Regions from separate parts of the Gossypium hirsutum genome. Here region 1 is linked to region 2. A link is a contact called in public Hi-C data. All regions are on one chromosome and are shown on one strand. Each heading gives the region's core, a stretch centred on a gene start, on an enhancer-like site or on the middle of the called end of the contact. The rest is flanking DNA. Distances are from core to core; before and after follow the strand shown.

What was found. Hi-C and Micro-C count contacts between places; a contact is called where the count stands out from the background.
Region 1: a contact with region 2 is called in a Hi-C map of leaf, with 1.9 times the contacts expected there. The contact joins the promoter of LOC107925686 here to the enhancer-like site in region 2. A contact is called at or near these places in 11 of 34 Hi-C or Micro-C datasets (anther, callus, fibers and 3 more).

Annotation. Positions count from the first base shown.
Region 1 is chrA12:17,337,291-17,341,142 of Gossypium_hirsutum_v2.1, reverse strand. It overlaps LOC107925686, which reads left to right and starts at 1,575. Exons shown (of 2, transcript XM_016856404.2): 1 at 1,575-2,230; 2 at 2,332-2,807. The coding sequence starts at 1,824. The coding sequence ends at 2,335. LOC107925663 reads right to left here. Exons shown (of 12, transcript XM_016856376.2): 12 at 3,534-3,852. The coding sequence ends at 3,713.
Region 2 is chrA12:17,275,532-17,279,585 of Gossypium_hirsutum_v2.1, reverse strand. No RefSeq gene overlaps it. Among protein-coding and RNA genes, the nearest start is that of LOC107925663, 55 kb to the left of the region's middle. Within about 2 kb of position 1,590, at least 5 of the 9 cell types and tissues checked have an H3K27ac peak or open chromatin away from gene starts, as enhancers often do. A contact at or near this core is called in fibers and leaf, where this site is marked.

The DNA.
Region 1 (3,852 bases), core at 326-2,825, 62 kb before region 2:
CAGGGATCAAATTATTTTAAATTTTTTTTATAAGGGACTAATTTGCTTAATATTGAAACTAAGAGGTACTAAAGAGAATTTTTCCCTTAAAAATATAAATTAATGAAAAGGGGGAATCCATTATTTATTTTATTTTTATTTTTGAAAATGACTGAACAGATATATAGCTTTCAATTTGTTGCTGCCCATTAGTTATATAGGGAAACATCATAGCATTAGAAAATGGACTTTGGGTTATGCTGATTCAATGGGATTTCACTTTCCATTAGCAGGAAAAAAAAAATCTTTTGAACCTTGCTTGGACTTCAAGGTACCAATAATTTAAGAATGATATTATTTAGGTATTTGGTCCAAATTATAATTAATTGTTTGATTTTGATATCTAATTTCTAATTTCTTTAAAAAAAAAAGAAGCAATTAATTATTGAAGCTTTCAAATGAGATTGTCAAAATTTATTATATAATAAGATAAATAAATGGACCACATTCATTTTGCCTTTTCCACGGTTTCCTTTTTCCCTATTTTGTCAAACAAGATATGAACATAGTGGATAGTGGGCATAGATTATCCTTTTCAAACTGTGCACTATTTTTGTTATTGTGCATAAAGTTACTTGTGAGATGGGATTCAAATTTAACCATTAAATTATTTTTATGTTAAATATTTTAAAAAATAATTTATGTATATGCAAAATTAGTCATAAATCTGAAATTATACTAATAAATATATTTACCCACACGATATTAATTATCATGATATCATATTTTGAAAATAATGAATGAGATTGTAAATACGTAGATTTAAATTCTAAAAATATAATCTCTCAAAAATAATTAGATATGTTAAATGCATTAAATTAGAAAATAAAACGCTTAAGATTTGGCAATTTGTTGTAAGGCTGGGAAAAGAAATTGAGAAATCGAAAATCGATCTAAATTGTTGTGTTTTAAATAGTCTTGGTTAACAAGTTAAAAAAATTCATAATTACAATAGATTAAATTTTAATTTTTACGATATAAAAATAAATATTTTATATTTAAAATAATTAAAAAATATTATATAAAAATATATTGTGAAATTAAAAAACTTCAAAAATCTTGTACAAAACTTATTTTAAAATAGAATCAAAACAAATTATTTAAAAAATAAAACCAAAGCGAATGGAACTGAAGTTAGGGTTAATTTGTTGAAGTGTGTACCTAATACATATATGGGCATGACGCAGAAAACTAGAAGACAAAATAAAGTGCCGGTGAGTTGCCTTTTGGCTTTTATGCCAAATGTGACTTTAATTTGCATTATGAAGTGACCTTAGTGGCTTGTAATTTTCTTACCAGGAAAACACAAAAAAATACTTAAGCACATTTAATACACAATCAAATAGAAAATAAAACTTTTTTTTTTGTATTCAAGATTTTATTTAAGGGTTATTAGCCATTGGAATATTTTTAATTTAAAATTAAAAGTTATATTTAAGGGTTTAGGAATTTTGTAGTACTTAAAATACTGTGTATAATTCAACGACTGACATTTGTCCATAGAAAAGGGACTATGAGCTAAGTCGCACTGGGATTGAAATTCTTGTCACTACGGAGGTTTCGGTATCTAACAACTTAAATTCACACTTTACATCAAATTTCATTTGGGGAAATTTTTTACATAATATTTCCCCCAAGTATTGCATCCAGGCAGGCATATCATCGACAATTAATAATATAAAAACTACCCATATATATAAATGTAATGGATGCCCTCTCCATCAAACTCTTTTCTAGCCTTCCCTCAAACACACCAATAAAAAAGAATTGTTAGAGAAGCCTAAATGGGTGCCTGTGTATCCTCAACTTCAACCTCAAAACCAGGCAAAACAGTAGGAGGAGGAGGAGGATCATCGAGCGCAACCAAACGGTCATCGATGGCAGCCACGGTGGTTCACATGGATGGTCGTGTCCAAGAGTTCAGGCAATCAATCCAAGCCAACAACATCATTTCCCTCAACCCCGACTGCTTCCTCTGCAGCTCAGAGTCGATGTCCATCGGTACTTGTGTGCCTCAAATGCCTGCTGATGAGGACCTTCAACCTGGACAAATCTACTTCTTGTTGCCACTCTCCCAATCTCATAAACCCCTTACCTTGCCAGACTTGTGTTCTCTCGCCATTAAAGCTAGTGCTGGCCTTGGTAGATACAGTGTTGACCTCTCCTCAAGCCGCTCTAAACTCATTCTCAGGTGATGATCAGGGTGGTAACATTCGACATGTTCATCTGCAGGTTAATTCAGGGAATTTTTTTTTTTTGGCTAATGCTTTTTGCAATTCTTTTTTCATAAAGGTGACTAATATTATCTGAAATAGATTGGAAAAGTCAACGGTTTTCGATTGGATTGGTGTTTTTCACTTTAGGAAAGTACTAGTAGCCATCTCCATCTAACTTTGTTAGCCGGTTCATCAACCTTTCCAGCTCCTTGGAATTTAGAACTGAAGGCAACTTGTCATGGCCTATTGCTATGCTCAGCTCTAAGACTTCATTTCTCAATCTTCACCAGCCGTTTTGGTTGCTTTTGCATTGTCCTTCTATCATTTGTTTGGGACTGGTTATTGGGTTCATCGCCATTTTCGTTCCCTTCGAAGCTTAATATTATATACTTGTATAAAATTGTAAACACAACCAAGGCAAATGAATTGCTAGAACTACACAGAACCAGCAGTTCTGCCTTCTGTCAAGCCACCTACATATTTTTCAGAGCCATTCCAACTAATGTATCATAGTTTTGCAGTAGCCTTAATTTGATTTCAATTCAAAAGGAATTTATTAGGGTGTTGGGAATTTTAATTTTTTAACATACATACCAGAGATTATGATGCTCAACAGGTAGTCATCCTTGAGACCTTATATTAATAACAAAACCAGGAAGAAACCACAGAGATCGATCTTAGACCTATTGACTGTCATCTAAACTAAAGCGAGGTTGATATACCCTTTCAGTACATGTTTAATTGTCTAATCTACAATGCCAATGCCAACAGGCCTCTCAACCATGCCGAGGTTCATGACTGTATAAAGCTTTAGTCCGGTTTAATCAAGTGGCTAGTTGAGAGTGACTCTAGTGGAGTATAACTTAAACCGGCCAAGAAATTGGATTAACTAGTTTTGAAATCTGAATGGTTTTAAGTAAGACTTAGTTGCGTTGGCACATGAACATAGTCTGGGCTGGACCTCTCAATTAGCCAATGCCGACAGGCCTGCTCGCTACGTGCCAAGTGAACAAAATGGGTTCTCTGTTTGCAATGTATGCCTTGGCCTCTTTTATTCCTTTTATATAAAACAATGTTAGTCATATACATCTACTGCAACAAGTCACTGACACCATCATTTGTCCCATAAATGGTAACAAAGTTAAAGTTTTGCTTGCAACAGAACACAAAAACCCCACCCTTGGTCCTCATTGAAACTTCCCCTTTTAGCACAGCAGAAGATTCAATAGTTCAGGCATTCCAGAAAGGTTGGGGAGGAGGAGAAATAGATGCTTGAAATGATTTGCAAAGAAGTGCTCACATCATAACCGTATACAAGCCTTAATGCACATTCATTACACAGCCTAATAACAATTACATTACAAATATACCCTACCATTTCAACTTTGTACAAGGAAAAATGTGAAATCTTACAAAATGGAAAGCCCAAGCACCATGCCATTGATGCATATAGCCAATCATCTTACTAGTTCTTTAGATATTAGATACCTGAAGGTAAAATCGTGAGGACTCCATTCTATGCTCTTGCGGGATTTGCCTACCTGGCATTTTCTAATGCTCCTACGAAGCGACTCAGGCAAAGATTGTTGGACCATTT
Region 2 (4,054 bases), core at 341-2,840:
CAACCCCTACTCCTAATATTATTATATATAAAAAGAAGTTTGTTGTTTTAAGCATAAGCAAATGATAATCCATTTCCATTGAAAAGAATGTGATAGTTTTAAATTGCGATTTATATATATTTGCCATCATTTTGAAGATTGTATTAAGCTATAAATGATGTCTTCAACACCGTTCATTTCCATTTCCTGTAAAAGTGGAGAATTGAAGTTAGTGTTACTTAGAATTCAAGAAGGAGTGCATCAATTCTTTCATGTATTTGGAGTTACATGATTAAATATGTTTTTAAATAGGTTTAAAATGTTTACAAGTATAAATATAATGAAATTGAAAACTAATTTACAAAGCATATTCGTGAGCTTTGCGGCTAAGGCTTGGGAAGTGAAGATTTATCATCTGCTTAACCAATCAAATTTACTTGGTGATACAATAGGAGTTCCATATATTGTAATAAGGCTTAGCCTTTCTCCTTTTTACCAATATATTTAATAAATTCATATAACTGCATTGTAACTAAAATGTTAATGAATATGTCTTTCAACTAATTTTAGGGGCCGGAATTAAATTATATATTTTTGTGATAGTAAAAATATAATTTCATTATTTTAATAACCTAAATCTTTATAATTTTGAAAAAATTAAATTAACCTTTTATCATTTTTGAAAGGTTAAAGTGTAATTTTATAATTATTAATTTAAAATTTTATAAATTATAAAGAGGCCTAAATGAAAAATTTTCTGTTTTAACCTACCTCTCCCCTGATTAAATTGAAGTAATGATTTTGTACGTTTACTATTTCTTTTATCTATTATTATTTTCAATTTCTAAGTTTATATTATGTATAAATATATTATATATATTAAAAAATTATGAATTTGTGAAATTTATTTTTAAAATCTAACAAGATAAATCCGTGCATTGTGAAAGTTAGTTTACTTTTAATTTGATGAACTCACCATGAAATTAAACATTTTATATTATTCTATTTTTGTTTTCTTCGTTATATTATTTTAATTAATACGTAAAATCAACCCGTATATTTCGTAGGTAAGAAAACTATTTATATTATATTATAAGGTTTCAGACTCCCAACAAACATGGAGGCCTATTTTTATTTGAATTTAATATATTCAAATTCAAATATAAGTGATAATAATAAAACAATACTCATTTAAATTAAATTTAAAAAATGATTATAATTTTAGTTAATTAATTTAAAAAATAATATTAGAAATATAGGTGATAATTTTATTTATCTAATCTCATTATAAACTTTGATAATATCTGTTGTATTTGACACAATGTCTAGAATTATTTATCGCCCATTCTCAACCCATAAATAGTAGGATAATGCGCTTTAACACACTCGAACCTACGTCCTTCTCATTGACAATAATACTTATTCTAATCGAGTTAAGATTGTAAATTTTTTTAACCATTATAAAATTAAAATAAAAACATTATTAGAAATATGATTAGCAGAGCATTCTGCTTGGTCGGTTGGGCAGCTTTGTAAAGGTTGGTGACAACTGCCCAAATCTCCAAAAAGGGCATTCGAGGTCTGGTGGCGAAGAACATTAATTAGACCATGTGGCATGCTCCAATGAGTAGGAAATTGTAGGCAATGCCAATCCATCTAGCCTCATCTGTGTGCCCAACCATTTATCGTAGGAAGAAGCAGAGCCTATCTAGAATTGTGACTCTGGGTGCATCATTTTGGCCCAAACCCAAACCTCCAGGTGGGGAGAGTCATCTGGCATCTGTTGTTGTGTAGGTTCATTTCTAAATAATGAATGTGAAAATTAAAAGCTCTAATATCAAGTTATCGTCCGTTTCTCTTGCATTGAATTTACCATTTATATACCCCACAAACAAGACAGAAGCCGTACCTGCCCCAAAAGGCGATTCATTGAATTGTCTGATACAAGGTTTGTGTGCCTATAAAAAACCCAGGTGAAGCGATTTTGGATGAGTGGTCGGAGAAAAAAGGACCGATATTCTGGATTCAGGACCACCCTCCCTCTCCATCCAACGCATACAAGAGTAGGGTTAAAAATGTCAACCTAGATGAGCATAGAAGCTGGAGTGGAGTGTCATCAATCATTTTATTTGATTGGTGATGATCCCTAAAAACCATTATCAAGTTTTCTCTAACGTGCCCCAGAAAGTAATAAATTGATTTAATGAATCCTTAAGTTTTTATTCTCTCAAATCAAGAAAATGGGAAACACAAGTGAAAGTGACATTACTTGCTACACTTATCTGTTGCTGACAGAGAAGTGTTTTGAGAGTGATAAGGATTCTTTTGTATTTATTTTGCAGCTTTAGCTGATGATTTCATCTTTGATTGTAATGTAAACCCTCTCTGTTGCTTTATATCCTTTCTCCCAAATCATCGAAAAGCAAAGGGTCATTGTTGCTTTACATATATGCTTTGTTTATTTGTTTTTTACTTAAGTTGTACCAGTAATCACATTACTCCTGAATTTGAAGCAAAGCTCTTTCCGTGTTTTATTATTATTAATATTTGAATTTCTTATTATTCTGCTGTCGACTTTTAAGAACAAATCTAGAATTTGACTTTTAGATAACGCAACAAAAACCCTACCATTCTTGTTAGTTAATAGCTTTAATTGGTAGTAATATTAAAAATTTATGATAATTCTAATATAATTAAAAAAAGTTGCAAAAAGAAATAAATTACGGAAATTATATTAGAAAATGTTGAGATAATTATAATATAATTTAGATTTAGATTTATCAGTTAAAAAGCGTATATGGTAGGTTTTTTTATTAAAAAAATGGTGATAATTCTAATATAATTTAGATTTATTAGTTAAAAATAAAAAAAAAGTAGTATACAAAATAGTTTTTAAAGGTTATATAATTAAACTTTATTTACTTAAGTTAGAGTTATATATAAATTAAAATTTAAGTTTATGCTTATGATAATTTAGAGTTATTATTTATCTAATTTAATATTTATATTTAAGTATTTTATTGTGCTATTTCACCCTTAATCGGGTGGTTAGTTCACCTACAAAATTATAGAAATACATCTTATTTGAAATTAAATTTAAAATTATTATGATTAAATTTCTGTCTTTTCATGCTTTTATATCATATTTAGATAAAAATTTTAAAAATTACAAATTTTAGAATCGAACACTTGTTTAATAATATGAAAATACAAGTTCATTACCACTCCATCAATATTTATTATTTAATAAATTTAAAAGAAAATATATTTAATTTTTTACTTTAAAAGAAAATATTTTAAAAGGAAATTACATAAAATATTTTCTTTCACCGACGTTGTAGGCGTGACAAAATCTAGTTACTTTTAATATGTTTTTCATACATAGTTATATTTAATATTTTGATTTATTAAAAAAAACAAAATATAATAGAATTATATAATTTTGATGAAAAATAATATAAAATAGGACATACTACAAAAAAAAAAATACAAACATTGTGTTTTATTATAATATGAAAATTCAAATTTTATATAGTATGAATTATTAACAAATAAAATTTATGTCATGTCCCGAAATATAGGGGGTTAATTGAAATTATCAAACAAGAAATGAATTAGACTTAATGGTTAAGTGTTAGAGAGTCCTCCTTAGAGACCCAGGTTTGAGCTCCCTTCCTCTTATTTTTTTTTTAGATTTTCGGCAACCTAGAGTAAAGCCATACCTCAAAATATATATGGTTAGAAATTGGGATTAAAAAAGCAATGAACTATAGGCTTAATGGTTAAGTGATAAGTGCATCCATATTAGAAGTCCTAGGTTTGAGCTCCTTTTTCCCTTTAATTTTTCTTTTAAATTCGACAACTTTGGGTAAATTGCCTATGTTGCTCCTAAGGTTTGCAAACCCTAAATATATAATTAATTTTATTTCCTAAATGGTATTCACTTTGCCCTTATCAAAATTCTAATAGAATTAGTCTTTCAAATTTTTTTTTTCTTTTCTTTCCCCTTATTCTTGCACAAAAATTTTCAATATTTGGACTGTTAATATTTTTCTTTCCCCTACTGAATCGCTCT